Linked DNA regions of Mus musculus: regions 2, 3 and 4 are each linked to region 1. The links are chromatin contacts, called in public Hi-C, HiChIP or PLAC-seq and promoter capture Hi-C maps. All regions are on one chromosome and are shown on one strand. The core of a region is the stretch at or near the end of the contact, and the rest is flanking DNA. Distances in the headings are between cores, read along the strand shown. Region 1 holds the start of Galnt4 (polypeptide N-acetylgalactosaminyltransferase 4). Region 2 has its middle 78 kb from the start of Mir3966. Region 3 holds the start of Dcn (decorin). Region 4 holds the start of 4930430F08Rik (RIKEN cDNA 4930430F08 gene).

Region 1 (3,589 bases), core at 436-2,935:
CCGTAGGGTTGTTGTCGGGAGCGTTATAATCTAAGCACTCGGAAGAGATGCCCATGCTGCGGATGGCTCCGTGCCAGCCAGGTCTATCCTCGGGGACGTGTAAGTTAGAGAACACATTTTTCAGATACCAGTCGAAGCTCTTACATTTCAGCCGTTCCCTTAGTAACTTCCTTTCAGAAAGATCGCCATAGGCCTCTTTCCGAGCTGGGGGGTTTCGGTTATAGAAATGCTCTTTGTATTCATCCATCCACACTTCGGCCGCCCGCGCGGTATTCTGTAGGAAGTTGGGGCGAGCATAGGGCGCGCGCTTGGGAAACACGTGGCCCACGTGCGAGCATGGGTGGATCTCCAGCTTGCCGCCACACTGCCAAACCCTGAAAGACAACTCAAGGTTTTCGCCTCCCCAGACTTCCATGCCAGTGTCATAGGTGCCCAGGTACTGAAAATACTTCTTGCTGACAGCAAACAGTCCTCCTGCCATGGTGGGGGACCTGATGGGGTCAATTCTTGACGTTCGCCTGTCCCTTTCATGTTTGGGGACAGAATGCCACTGGAAGGTCAAACGCCAGTCAAACCCACCAATCATGGGCTCCCCGGTCTGCATGTAGAATTCGAAAGTGTTCCAGTCAATAGTGTCGATGACAGGACATACGATTGCGGTTTCGTCTCTACTGATCCTCTCCAAAAGTGGTTCCAACCAACCAGTGTTACACTCACAGTGACAATCCAGGAAAGTGAGGACATCCCCGGTGGCAAAAGTGGCCCCAATTAGACGGGCCCGGACCAGCCCCTCTCTCTTATTGGTTCTAATCAAGCGAACTCTCTCCAGGTTGCTGATGTAAGTTTCAAGTTGCGCCTTCAAATAAATTCTATCACTCAAGTCATCCACCAAGATGATCTCCTTTAAAAGCACAGCTGGAGAAGTTTCTAAAACACTGTGAATGGTCCGAAGCAGAGTGGACCAGGCTTCGTTATAGAAGGCGATGATAACGGAGGTGGTGGGGAGCGACCTGTAGTGGAACTTCTTGGCTTTACACTCATACATTCTTTTATCCTCTATGTGGCGGTGCAGGGAGATCCTGTCACTGAGGTAAATGTTGATGGCATATCTCTCAATAAGTTCTTCTTGCTGCTTCAGTTCCCCCTCGTTGAGCTGGAGTTTGCTTGCTCTCCCCCATTCCCCAAGAGCATGGGAATCTGCAGGGGGCTTTATATAAAGAGGCTGAGACAAATCCTCTTCCCTTGTATCAAGGTCCGGGAGCCGCCTTGGCCCCAGCTCCCTGGCACCGCCGGCTCCTGGAGAGGCATACAAAGTGGAGACTGAGAACTCCACCAGAATATAAGCCAGTGTTAAAAGGGCCAGCAGCAGGCAGCTCTTGCCTGCCCAGGTCCACCTCACGGCCATCCGGATCCTCACGGGTCGTGTGTAGACGCGGCCACCGAGCCAGCACGCGGGGAAAGCGCCGCGGATCCTGAAGCTGGAGTTCCCGGCTCAGGTAGGGGCGAACTTCCGAGAAGGTTCCTCCTTTCATGTAGGCGCTCGGCTCCTTTCCGACACCGGAGTTTCCCAGGGGTCACTTGAGACCCCCTCGCTCCCCGGCCTCTGGTGGTGCTCAACTGGTCGGTCCCCACTTCCTCCTGCTCGTCTCAGAACTTTTCACAAACTCTCCAGCCAATACTCCACCCTCCTCGGGCCGATCACAAACCCCTCCCCTTCCCACTCACTCCTCCTGGTGGTTAGTTCACGAAAGTTGTCTGTCAGGCCGGGACCAGTCGAGTCCTTACCCAGCAAAGACCCAGGGACCCAGAGTGGCCGGGTACATCCCATCGCGCCTGGCTCACTCAGGCAGGGATGGAAGAAAGGCTTTCTGCCAAGTGAGCTTTGGTTACTGTCAGAAAAGGAAAGAAGAAAGAAAGGAAAAACAAAAACAAAAACAACTTACCAATTTGTTTGCAGTTGGGGCTGAAGTCAGCGGAGGTGATGGCAGCTTTGTGACCTTTAAAAGAACGTTCCAGAATCGGATCCTCCTAGGATGGAAAGTTGTTAGGTTTGAAAGCAGGTGCAGAATTCCAGCTCTCGACATCAGACGTCAACGTTGCCTGTCCCCCGGGATCGAAGAGGAGGACCCCGCAGCATCAGCGGGCAGCGAGAGAGGCGTGGGCATTACAACCCGGCTGAGAGGCTCGGGCACTGCCCCAGCTTCCATCCGGAGGGGTCCCCACCATCGGGAGGAACCCCCAGCCCAGGCACCAGGGCGAGCCGCCGAGGGACCCGCCCACCGCACCGAGCTGCAGATGCTCGCCGAAGCCTCCCGCGCTCTTTAAACCTCCCTGGTGATTCTGACGCAGGCGCGCCGCGGGAACCCAGCCGGCGAGTCCCGGAGCCAGCTCCGCCTCAGCCCCGAGCGCCGGGATCTCTCCGGGAGCAGCGCTCACCGCTCAACCCGGGCACGGCGTCCCGCTCCGGGGAGGTGAGCGAGCTGCGGAGCTCCGGGTCTCGGGGCTACCTCCCAGGCCTGCCAGACTCGGCGTGGTTCCCCTCCTCCCGGTCCCGCCGCCCAAGGATGATCGGCTCCGGTAGCGGCGGGGACCTTACCAGGCCGGAGGCCATGCGGGGAGCGGACGGCGCCCGGGGCCTTGGGGGACCAGGGAGGGGTGGGGACGAGGGGGGACCGTGCGGCGCCCGGAACCGTCAGACTGGAGTGCGGGCGCTTCCCGGTCACTACAACAACGGCGGCCCAATCAAAGCCCGCGCTCCAGGCGTGGCCAGACGAGCCCCGAGACGCCGCGCGCGCGCGCGCTGCCGACAGCCGAGAGCCTGGCGGGAGCGCGCCGCGGGGGGTCCGCCGCGCGCGCACACAGCGAGCCCCGCGAGCTTCGGAGGTAGCGGACTACCGGGTTGTTGTCGGGAAGCGGGTTGGGACTTGGAGAGAGAGAGAGATGTGATCGGTGGTGGCGAAGCGGAGGAGAGTCGGTGATCGATGCAATCAGGATTCTATTACACCTTAAAGAGAACGGCGCCCAACTCGGCTACTCCGGAGAGGGGAGCTTGGGTGCACAAGCTAGACAGTAACAGGACGTTGAGCGGGACTAAGTTCCTTGTGTTCAATTACTGGTTTTGCACGTACTATAGATACAAATGCTGGCAGCACATGATGGGTAATATTTTATTCACATGTTCACCCTGTTTTTCTTTATTCAATAGTATTCTATTATCTATTTGATTTATTCTGTTCTCAACCGCTTGTTTGCATATGCCTTATTAAACTCACACACACACCTGAAGTGGTCGGAAGACTTGGAAACTTTAAAGTTTCTAGACCACGTGGTTACAATAACGGTCCCCACTTTAGACTTTTTTTTTTCCCCACACATACTATCATTTGTGCTTCAGCAACAGGGTTTCAAAGCTAGAGAATGTTGTCGGTGGCAGTTTGTACATGGAAGGCCACATTTTGATGCTTCTTCATACCCCTCGACAACAAACAACAGCATTAAACCCTGCCCCGGAGCATAAAAGACTCAGCTGAAAATTACATACGGAACACAACTTCTTGGCAGTGGAATGTCGTGATAAACTGGTAAGGTA
Region 2 (3,589 bases), core at 393-2,892, 1.8 Mb after region 1:
TGTACTGACCTTTAATAAAGCATTTGCCACATGAAGTGATGTAATGAGCACATGACCTGATGGAATAATCAATACATTAAACTAAAAACAAATGCACTCGGTGCAAACATTGACTCTGTATGGGCTGGGAAAGAGAGGTGAACCATACAGAGATCTGCCTTTCAAGGCCTGATATCTGGCTTGTGCCTCTTAGATGAAACTAACCACTTAGAGGGTTAGCACTCAGATTTGATCCCTTTGTAGGCCTTCATCACCAAGCAGAGTGTCGCTATAAAGTGTTTCTGACAAGATAGTCATGAAGTAAGGGCATAGCAAGCTTGAAGACTTGAGTTCAAAGATTCCTGGTGGAAAGAGGAGAAAACCACCAATTTCCATGAGGTTGTCCTCTACTGACTAAGCTCTGCATTCTCTCTCTCTCTCTCTCTCTCTCTCTCTCTCTCTCTCTCTCTCTCTCTCTCTCTCTCTCTCATAGATCTTTCATACTCACATATACCACACACATGCACACACACACATACATTCACACAGGACACATGTAAAAAAATTTAAAGGTAAAATCAAAGGGTTACTGTGTAAAACAGAAAAACCAGTCCTGCCTGGATAAGGGCTCAGTGTAGTACTTACAGTGAGTACTTACATCGGACTCCATCTAGCCCATTGGATGGAGAAGCCTTGCCTAAGTAATGCTCCTTACAGTCTAGCTAAAGTAGCAGTGGGTGAAGTTTTCTAGATTGACAGTCATCAACTGGGACCTTCTGGAAAACCACGCACAGCCACTGAGGCATTGGCAGTCTACAGCTACTTTGAAACAGAGCAAAAACATATTCTCTCCCTAATCTTAATTTTGTGCAAGAGAATTTCAGAAGCCAGGGCCTGAGTAAGTACTGTGCTCTGAAAGTAGCCTTGATGCTTCCCATGGCTGCCAGCTGCAGTATCTGTTGGCACCTGACTCTTCTCTCCTGTAGGTGTCATTGTCTTTCCATCATTGTAAAATCAGGAGTCATTGACCTTGTCAGTGATCTTAACCAATGGCCTTAACCTCCCTGAGATTCCCTTCCATTATCCATGCCAGGAGGCTACTTGTATTATCGTGGGGCCCGGCAGTACCGTAGGGTCCTGAACAATGTCCCTCGTTGTCAGGACTCAGTAATAACAACCAGTAACTGATATTGTTGCTGTTACTTTGGGACTTAACCCAAGAGTCCACACATAATTCATGTTCATTATACATGGATTAAATTCAAGACCTGATATGGAGCTCTTATAAAAGCATGGCGACTTTTCTCTAGCTTCCAGAACCCTCTCTGACTCCCAGTGGTTGTTTACCAGTGTTTCAACAGTAAACAAACTTAGGCTTTGTTGAGAATCCAATGGAGGTCCACTGTTACTAACTTTGTATTTTCATGATTAGTTAAAATGTCCTGGCACAAATACATCATAATTTATATGAGTTTTTGTGTGATCTGCATTTCTGGTACTGGGTTCAAGGTGACCCTTTTCCCCACCCACCTAGGGAGATGGATAACCCAAAGCATTTTCTCCTTTAAGAAATCTAGAAAGTGACAGCTAGAAAGAAAGGTGGTAAGACGGTGTCACAAAAACATCGGACAGAGATCCTGGCCAAGGCAAGAGTTGCTGCAGAGGCTTGGTACTGAGTTGAGCTGCACTGCCATCTGGTGGACATGTGCCGTGCTGGCCAGGTGCAGCATTTCAATGAGGGTTTCTTAAGATGAAGACATGTCAAGGTTACCTTTCTCCAACTCTTGGATACGCAAGATAGGAATCTAATAAAATAGATGACAGATTTTATATTACAGAGGAGTAATGTATAGCCACCAGATTTGAGACCATACGCAAACGTCTGCGTTTTCATGTTGCTACTTAAGTTTTCATGAACCTCAGTGATCTAATGTTTAAAATGAAACTCCCTTTTTCATTAATTGTTGTTACATACATGTATGTGTGTGTATACATATGTGTGTGTCCTGCATTTAACACATGTATAATTAACATGTGTTATATGTAGACGTATGTGTTAAGTCACAAAGGAACAATAGCAATATTGGTAATATACACCAATACATATCCCTAAATGTACCCTTCTCAGTCTGTCTAATGTCACAAGTATGCGTGTTTTCAGGGCTGACCATTTGATTTTGGACCAATTGACCAACTGATCTGCTCTTCCCCAGGGAAGACGACTCTTTTCCCAGAATTCTTCACACATTTGAATGAGAGCAAGGAGGGACACGAGAGAGTGTGTTTGGATGAAGGAGATGGAAGAAAGGCACAAGTTGTGGACTTTTATATCTCAAAAAATAAAAGTAATATAGCATTGAACCCTGCCATTGTTGTAAGTATAAACTGAATGATTTGTGAAAGGACATAAAACAATATATTATTAAAGAAAAAACAAATATTTTAAGTGTAGATATGGAAGGCTACATGTGAGATACAGTCATAGCCTCATCTAGGAGTCTGTACCAGGCCTATGCCTATACTATATAGCACACAAAAGGTAAGATACCAAAGGTTTATCTTTAGAGAAATATCAGCCCTGTAGTGAAGAAATATGTTAATTCTTGAAACAAACACTATATGAGAAGATTTAGTAGAGGTCAAGCATGCCACATACTTAGTTCTGTCACACAAGGAGATATCCATACGATCTTGGCAGAGAAACATAAAATATAACTTTATTTGAATTGGGTCTTACACAAATATTAATCCCAGGCCAGGGTAAGTGAGGATAGCCAGAGGAAATTTTGAAAGTAGAATATTAATACTGAGAAAGAAATTATTATAAAGGATAATATTATCCTACAGTTAAGAAAATATCACTCTCCTCAAAATCCCATGGTTTGTGCCATGCACAATAAAATTTATGCTCTCCCAGAAGACATATTCTTCTGCTAATCAATAAAAACAGGAAAATTTGCCTGGTAAGCAATCAACAGGTGACCATATACTTTTTATAAAGCAGCACCTTCCCATGTTTAGAGGAATGGGGGATTTCCAAAATTTACTGAGGAGCTGGCTACATTTTTTATTTTTTATTATTATTATAGCCTACCCTCTGACTGTTCCTCATCCCATACCTCCTTTCACATCTCCAAGGTGATGCCCCCAATCCCCACCCCCCACCCCACTCCCCTAGACCTCCCCATTTCCTAGGGCCTCAAGTCTCTCCAGAGTTAGGTGTATATTCTCTGACTGAGTCTAGACCTGCAGTCCTCTGTTGTATATGTGTTGGGGGCCTCATATCAGCTGGTGTATGCTGTCTGATTGGTGGCTCAGTGTCTGAGAGATCTCAGGGGTCCAGGTCAATTAAGATTGGTGATCTTCCTATGCACACACACACACACACACACACACACACACACACACACACAGCTTCTTCCAGCTTTTCCCCAGTTCAACCCCAGGGGTCCCCGATTTCTGTCCATTGCTTGGGTGTAAGTATCTGCATCTGACTATTTCAGCTGCTTGTTGGGCCACTCAGAGGGCAGCCATGCTAGGCTCCTGTCTGTAAGCACACCAGAGTATCAGTAATAGTGTCAGACCTTGGAGCCTCCCTTTGAGCTGGATC
Region 3 (3,589 bases), core at 434-2,933, 1.6 Mb after region 1:
GAAATTTCTTTTAAAATATTTTTTATACTACTCAAAGATCCAGCGTGTTTAGAGCAATTAACTTAAGAGAAATCTTAAGAGTCACTGGTCCTCAACATTTCTTCAGTGTTTTTTTTTTTGTTTGTTTGTTTTGTTTTTTTGTTTGTTTGTTTTTTTTTCCTTTTGTTATAAATGGCAACTAGAACAACAAAAAACAATTTACAAACGAACAGGTTGTGACTGAAGCAACACTATATCTTGTAGAAACTGTTCCTCTCAAATATTTGTAAAGCCATTTTTCCACTAAAAAGAGTTGTTTAAGTTCCGAAATGTCTCACCAAAAGTAATCTGTCTGGCCCCAAAACAATCTTTCTTTATTTACTTAGCTATTTCATCCAGGTTAACTTTTGTATAAACATACTTATACTGTTGTTAGGTGTTTCAGAGTTAAAACTTAACACGTATGTATGAAGTGAATCTGTAAATCCCTCATTTTAAGGTGAATTTAAAACTTCAGTAACAATAGGAATAATTAAAATACAAGCAATAAAAATACATTTGTCCACAAACAAGAACTACAATAAAACCTATGTTTCTTTTGGAGAGGTCTGCTAAAATAAGCAGCTGCAGGAAGAAAAAGCCACAGGCACAGAGATCACTGGAGTCACACACTGGGGCACACGTAACCAGTGGTCCTCTGCTTACTCTGCTTTAAGTTAAAATGAGAATCAACCCCCACCCTCACCTCATAGTGAATGCACCTCATAAGAAAGGTTAATTTGCATCGAAAATATTGACAGAAACATTTATAACCAAAGAGCTCTGCAGCTGTATTATCTCAGATCTTTAACATCATAAATATTTCCTGTGTTCCTTTTCACCTTTCTGGTAATAATTCCTATTCATTTCTGGTGTTGCAGAAGTAGGCATTATATTTCTACAGCCAGAGACTTGTCTTGCTGATGTTTTAAAGATTGTGAAGTATGCAAGAACACAGCACGAGAAGAAACCCTTAAATACCTAATTTAGGCACAAGCAATATGCTAGTTACGAATGCTTTTCTGCTGACAGTTTATAAAGAGCAAAGCATTTCATCAGTACAAACACAAAACTACCAATATAGACAAGTCATGGTGTTAGGTTACAAGTTTTTAATAAGCATATTTGCAAGAACAGAAGCAAGAGCACAAAACCAATGCATTCAAACAGTTTTGCCTTTTTGTTTGTTTGTTTTACCGAGTACTTAACTTCTGTTTTCAAGCAATTCATTTCTAACGTTGTCTAAAGATTACTAAAAGTTTAGCACAGCTTCCTTCTCGTTCCTTTTTCTCACCAGATATTTTCTTCTGCCCTCCACTTGACAGAAGCTTTATTAGCCTGTAGCAGAGTTCAGGACAATTATTGAAAGCCATACCTTTTAATCCGGGTATTTGCCACAGGAGCCCTCAAAGCTGCGATGTAATTAACACTAACTATGCAGCCCAGGCAAAAGGGTTTGCAGGTGTGGAAAGAAGGAGGAGGGGGTGGTGCTGCCCTGTGACTGTCACTGGGTTGAAAACCTCCTGCTTCTACTCCATAGCACAGTTAAGAACTAAGGTTTCACTGCGTGAGCGCATCCAGCTGACACCCACATTAGATCATATGGTAATGATACGTCTCTTGTATTGTAGCCAGAAACTTTATCGGCCCCCTTCTCCCTCCCCCTCCACATTTGCTTTATCCCTTTGCATCCGCCCAGCATTCCAAACTGCTTTTGTAGTCTAGTGGAGCAACTTGATTTGAAATTTGTCTTTTTTTTTTTTTTCTAAAAGATTGTAACTGAAGAATTTGTCTCCCCACCCCCAACCCCATTCCAGTCTCCACCCTTTCCAGTCTTGTTTGTAAGTAGTATTTATTATCCTTCTGAAATGACTTTTTTCCCCCTTGCTTTGGAGATGTGTGGGTCTGGAAAATGGAATGGCATTAATCCTAAAGCTTTTTTAAATGTGGTCTGCAGAGAAGACTAATTAGACTTCCATAGAATTACTCCTGGGCTCTGAAGTTCAAGTGCTCTGGAGTTCTCTGTGCATTTTGAATGCATTTCTATGGTGTTCTGGGACAAAGCCAGAATTTAATCTGGAAAATATGTTGTTTATTATTTTCATTACCTACGGCTTCAAAAACTTCCTTACTGTCTATTCTTTGCTGCTGTTGTTGAATAAAACACATAGAAACTAGACACTGATTACAATAAGATTTAGTTTGTAAGTAAAGAAAAAAATAATAATTTTTATAGATGGGTCCCTTATGTAATTAGGACTTTCTGTGGCTCTTTTTAAATTTCAGTAAATAGGCAGGGGGAGGAGAAGAAAGTGCAAATTGAGTAACATGTTTATTCAGGCAGTGAAGAAAGTTTTTGGAGATTTTATAATTCCATCTCTGGATGCTGTGGGTTGCTCTGTTTGCCTTCCCAGGTTCTGACTCGCATTTTTCTGCTCAGGCCTCCAGGCTCTGATCAGGTGGGGACTTGAAGCCACCATCTATGAAAAAGGAGGAGATTCCCCCTATCCTTCCTTTACCCACCTAAGTGCATGCTTTGACAGGAAATATTTTTTTATTTTTATGGAGCTGGAAGGAATTAAATTCTTGAGAGGGAATCTGAGGGAGGGGGAGGATGTAGCTAGACTTATTTTGACTTCTTTCCCAAGTCTAACTGCCTGTCTTTTAACCTCTCCCTCCACACACTCCATTCTTGCAGAGTCGAAGCATGCTGAGTGATTCTGTTGAGTCCAAGTGTTCGCTGACATTGGTGTAAGGAACATGCCCTTTCTTCTGGCACTAATTGACTTTCTCCTCTGAATGTTGCTTGTATTTATAAGTTTCTTCTGACATGCGATAACTCCTTGCTCATTGCCTCACTCCCAGAAAACACACATAGTCCCTCTAACACAGTTACTATAGTCATTGTCTTTCTTAATCGATGATTTGTTTCTTAGCAACACTGAACTTCACTCTAGTGAGTCAGGACAAATTGTGGCAGCAGTCATTGCCTAATGTAGAATAAGACAGGAGATGAAAGCAAAGAAATAGGAAAGAAAAGTAGAATAAAGTTGGCAAGAGGAAACAAAAGATGCATATAAATTAGTTTGAATTTTTACTGGTGGGGCTGTTAGGTTTAAAGTTCATATCTGGGTTCTTCCCTTTGATGACAGGTTTAGGAATTAAAGCAACTCCCCTAACCTCCCCAAGCTTCAGTCTCTGCACCTGTGGAATACATAGAAAACGTAACTCAGTGGTTAGTCTTAGATGGAGCTTGAAAGCAGACAATGTATAGAACAAATTTATTTCAACTTACTTTCAGTATAAGTGCGCCATAAATATTACTTTCCATTATTTTCTGGTGTGTTATATAGTTTACAATTGAACTAGCCAAGAAGAGTTGCTCCTCCTGTTTTGAAAATATAAAAATTGAGAACCAGTGACCTCTCCCTGCCCATGAAGCTAAGTAAGACCCAAAGCACAAGGCAGCTCCCAGAGATTCTAATTCTGAATCCAGGTTACATAGCTGTGCTTCATCATAAGGAGAATGAGCACACACACAGGAAGAGTTACTGTTAAATCTCTAAGATAC
Region 4 (3,589 bases), core at 551-3,050, 1.5 Mb before region 1:
CTTTTCCTCTTTTAGGTTCGTTCCTTTTCCTATCACTTCTTTTTATTTCCCACTCTCACCCCATGTCCTGTTGCAGATTTCATTTTAGTCTTCTACAGAAAGCTATGATTCTACTTGAGAGGATTTTTTTTTTGACTCCCTGTAATGAAAAGTGATAGGAAATGTGTCTTCGAAAACAGACCCAGAAATTCTGTCTTATGCTGGTCAGGATAGATTCACATGGAGTTTCTTCTTGGTGTGTGCTAGCTTAATAACATATCAGAGAAGAAGAAGAAAAAAAAGTCTTTTTCAATTTATTCTGTAGCACTCCTCTAAGGGCAGGGGTGGGTGGGGCTCTACCAGCTCTGTATGGGAATCAGGGGAAGCTAAAGGCTGGCATCCATTAGACTAGAAGCACAGTTTACATCTATAACCTGATCTTGTGATGTTTTCCTGCTGTGGACTCTTCTGTTCCTGTTGGAAACCTTTCTCCAGGCATTTAAGAAGCCAAAATATAGCTGTTGGTCCTTCCAGAGAGAGACTTAGAGCAAGTGGAATGTTTTTGGAAGATTATCTTTTCTAAGAAATGGCAGAATGTTGGATCTAGAATATTCTGTGGCAGTTTGGGAAATGACAGTTGAGAGCTTTCAAAGGTCATTTAATTGTCTGAAACCTACAAGATGGGCTGTTGCTTAGGATTCCTCTAGAGCCTCAAAGAAGGTACCAACACTTGACTTTAAAAGGCTAAAACGTTTCTAGTTTCAATACAACCCAGCCAGAAACTTGTAACTTGTAGGTCCTCTCTCCCTACACCAACCCCTTTGTTTTGTGTAAAATTGTGTGTGTTTAGGTATATTTCCCTCCCTCCCTCCCTCCCTCCCTCCCTCCCTCCCTCCTTCCCTCCCGAGTCAGTAAACACAAAACTGTAAACTTGTTTTTAAGAACATTTTATTCTTTGAGAGTCCCCTGACATATACATGCTTTCAAGTGAGACAAGGTTATTTGATTTTTTTTTTCAAGAACTAAGTAAGTAAAACGCTAGGCAGTAGGATACCTGCTGATTAAACATTTATAAAAATATTAATTGGAATTATAAAACAATTGTGGAAACATAAATTGGCTTCTTCAATTACCTAAGATAGTAAGGGCAAAAATCTCCCTGTGATTTCAGGTTTTAATGAGATAGGTCTACTACTAGAATATATTTTTTATTCAAGCATCAATTTTATTATTTCCTTGTAATGTCCTTTTAGACAGTAAGTCAAATGAAGCTGTTTCAAGTCTTTTGTTGGATTCCCAAGAAAAACTCGACAGAGATTTTTGTTATTTCTATGTTTTTGAACTTGTTTAATTTTTACTCTCATTGGAAAGGTTATCAAAAAACAAACTGTACACTGCGTGGTGATTAATTCAAACAAATTCAGTTTTGTTCATTGTAAGGTTTGTTTGTTTGAATGTTTTTCCTGGGAAGTCAGTTTTTCTGTCAGAACATTAGGGAATGTCTGAAAGTATTTTCTAAACTTCTCTGGGTTTCCAATCCCTTACATTTGATAGAAAATAAGCAGGTAAGAGAGTTTCATTAGAAACATGCTAAAATGCATCCTAAAGTGATTTATTACTTATAACTTAACATTAATTCCCGAAAACATCATCGATACTAAGTAGTGGCCAAGTATACAACATCGGGTAACGGTTCTTTTATTTTTATTTTTAATTGGACATCAAAACACAGGGGAATCACGCATGTGGAGGCGCATGCTCTGTAGCCTCGCGGTCGCACTACAATTCCCAGAATGCACCGCGACTAGGCGGTCGCTTCCGGTAGTGAGTCCCCGCCTCTCTCCGGAGTGGACCTTGGTGGTGCAGTTAGGATCTTCTGGCTGGTGTTTGGATTCTAGCTCATTTCTGCAGACTTCCTCCGCCCGGGGCCCAGCGCAGTGGAGACAGGTTGCGCGTGGGCAACATGAAGCGCCTGGGCTCGGTGCAGCGGAAGATGCCGTGTGTGTTTGTGACGGAGGTGAAAGCTGAGCCTTCAGCCAAGCGGGAGCATCAGGTACCCGGCGGCGAGTGCTGCTGGGCGGCTCCTCCAGTGCTGCGCTGCTGCCCCGGAGCCCAGCACGTTTTACCCGGGAGGTCTGGGTGAAGTTCCCATTTCCCCTGACCTCCAGCTTCTTGTATCTTCTTAGTTGCAAGGAGTGTGGGAGAGTCCTTTGTAAATTGTATCCTCCCCGATCAGGTGATTCAAACGTGTTCTGGCAGATTTGAAAACCTACTTGGTCATCTTCCCTTAACAGCACTGGAATAATGAGATATCATGGTAGTCTAACATGGAACTACTGTCAAAAGTCTGATGAGAAGGCATTGTTTACCTGTTGTGTGCTAGGCACCTATGGCATTGCTGACAGCTAGCCTAACTAGGTCACGCAAATCAGACCTCGTGTAATTTCTTGCTTAATTTGAGTTCTCATCCGAAGGTGTACTAGTCGTATTGCTACGTGTTTTACACATAGTGAGCCTTTAGTGAAAGTAAGAGAATGAATATATAGATAGCTTATATCAGTATGGTTCTTTGATATGTAGCAGTTCTTAACTTCTCACTCAGGATCTGCATGTGCATCTGAAGTGACTTTTCAACATTACCGCTGAACCTTTGGCCCTCTGGTCTTTTTATTTTTTTATTTTTTGTAATTAGCGTACAAAGAGGTTTCCTCGTGTCATTTTCTTAATAATTTAGGTTGTCCCCTCTCCCCTTCAACAAACTTCACAAGCTCCCTGTAATCTCCAAATCTCCAGCTCGCTCCCCCACCCCCCACTCCCGCTACCATTTTGGTGCTCTATCACTCTCCCATCACCTTTAGAGCCTGACTCTTAACACAGATGAACAGATAAACTCTGGGCTGGGGCAATATGGGAGACTCCATTAGAGGGGGGCTTCTTCTCTGACCTTGTTGGGGAATTCTAAGCCCTCACATAGCCTGCAGCCTCAATTAGCACACAGGACCATTCTCTTTCTAATGGAAAGAACAGCACTTGAGATTCCTTAAAAGCTTCTTCCCTAATGAGGCATTTTGGTAACCTAAACCCTCAGCCAATGAATGACCTTTCTGCCCATCCCACCCTCAGACACTCAAAACATAAGCCTTGAATCACCCAAAGTAATATGCCTCCTGATAGTTGGTCGCCGTGTGGGTATTCACAGTATACATTCACAGGGCTTCCGAATCCTCTTGCACCCACTACGCGACCTCTGCCATCTCTGTTCGCTTGTGGACCATATTGGTCTCTGATCCAAGAGACTGGGGAGACCCACAGGTTAGTAGCTCAGGATAAACCCCAGAGTATTGCACATGCTAGATGAGAAATGCTTCCCCGTGCCCGTTGAGCTCCATCCCTGTCCTGTAAGATGCTCTGTGACTTGAAGGTCTTATGCAGATCATCATGTAAGACCATCACAGCTGACATGCTGACCAGAGATGACATGCTAAGAGAAGAGAAATGTGATGTTTGATCATGTTGTTGAGGAGATCAGTCATGAAAAGGGTGCATTCATGAAGCATTTTGACTTTGGCTTTTTAAAGAAATTGTCAATTTTAGGAACTGCTGGTTTTGT

What was found. Promoter capture Hi-C pulls out the DNA fragments that hold promoters and counts their contacts. Hi-C and Micro-C count contacts between places; a contact is called where the count stands out from the background. HiChIP or PLAC-seq counts read pairs in DNA pulled down with a chosen protein or histone mark.
Region 2: a Hi-C map of uterus shows a contact between it and region 1, with 4 times the contacts expected there. The contact joins the enhancer-like site here to the promoter of Galnt4 in region 1. A contact is called at or near these places in 2 of 39 promoter capture datasets (hippocampal neurons and pre-B cells), 1 of 15 datasets of contacts at CTCF or cohesin (large pre-B cells), 2 of 484 Hi-C or Micro-C datasets (B cells and uterus), 11 of 115 datasets of contacts at active chromatin or transcription factors (astrocytes, embryonic forebrain, embryonic midbrain and 7 more) and 1 of 9 other capture datasets (liver).
Region 3: a contact with region 1 is called in an H3K4me3 HiChIP or PLAC-seq map of craniofacial prominence, with 11 times the contacts expected there. The contact joins the promoter of Dcn here to the promoter of Galnt4 in region 1. A contact is called at or near these places in 3 of 39 promoter capture datasets (3T3-L1-derived adipocytes, embryonic stem cells and hippocampal neurons) and 1 of 115 datasets of contacts at active chromatin or transcription factors (craniofacial prominence).
Region 4: a contact with region 1 is called in a promoter capture Hi-C map of liver, with 5 times the contacts expected there. The contact joins the promoter of 4930430F08Rik here to the promoter of Galnt4 in region 1. A contact is called at or near these places in 2 of 39 promoter capture datasets (liver and pre-B cells), 1 of 484 Hi-C or Micro-C datasets (CD4 T cells) and 1 of 115 datasets of contacts at active chromatin or transcription factors (embryonic stem cells).

Annotation. Positions count from the first base shown.
Region 1 is chr10:99,106,231-99,109,819 of GRCm38.p6, reverse strand. Galnt4 (polypeptide N-acetylgalactosaminyltransferase 4) reads right to left here and starts at 1,685. Exons shown (of 1, transcript NM_015737.4): 1 at 1-1,685. The coding sequence starts at 1,405. It overlaps Poc1b (POC1 centriolar protein B), which reads right to left and starts at 2,738. Exons shown (of 12, transcript NM_027740.7): 1 at 2,597-2,738; 2 at 1,944-2,028. The coding sequence starts at 2,611.
Region 2 is chr10:97,343,619-97,347,207 of GRCm38.p6, reverse strand. No RefSeq gene overlaps it. Among named protein-coding and RNA genes, the nearest start is that of Mir3966, 78 kb to the left of the region's middle. Within about 2 kb of position 1,642, at least 4 of the 459 cell types and tissues checked have an H3K27ac peak or open chromatin away from gene starts, as enhancers often do. A contact at or near this core is called in uterus, where this site is marked.
Region 3 is chr10:97,477,594-97,481,182 of GRCm38.p6, reverse strand. Dcn (decorin) reads right to left here and starts at 1,683. Exons shown (of 8, transcript NM_001190451.2): 1 at 1,394-1,683.
Region 4 is chr10:100,587,470-100,591,058 of GRCm38.p6, reverse strand. 4930430F08Rik (RIKEN cDNA 4930430F08 gene) reads left to right here and starts at 1,800. Exons shown (of 7, transcript NM_175128.2): 1 at 1,800-2,032. The coding sequence starts at 1,943. It also overlaps a transcript of 1700017N19Rik not described here.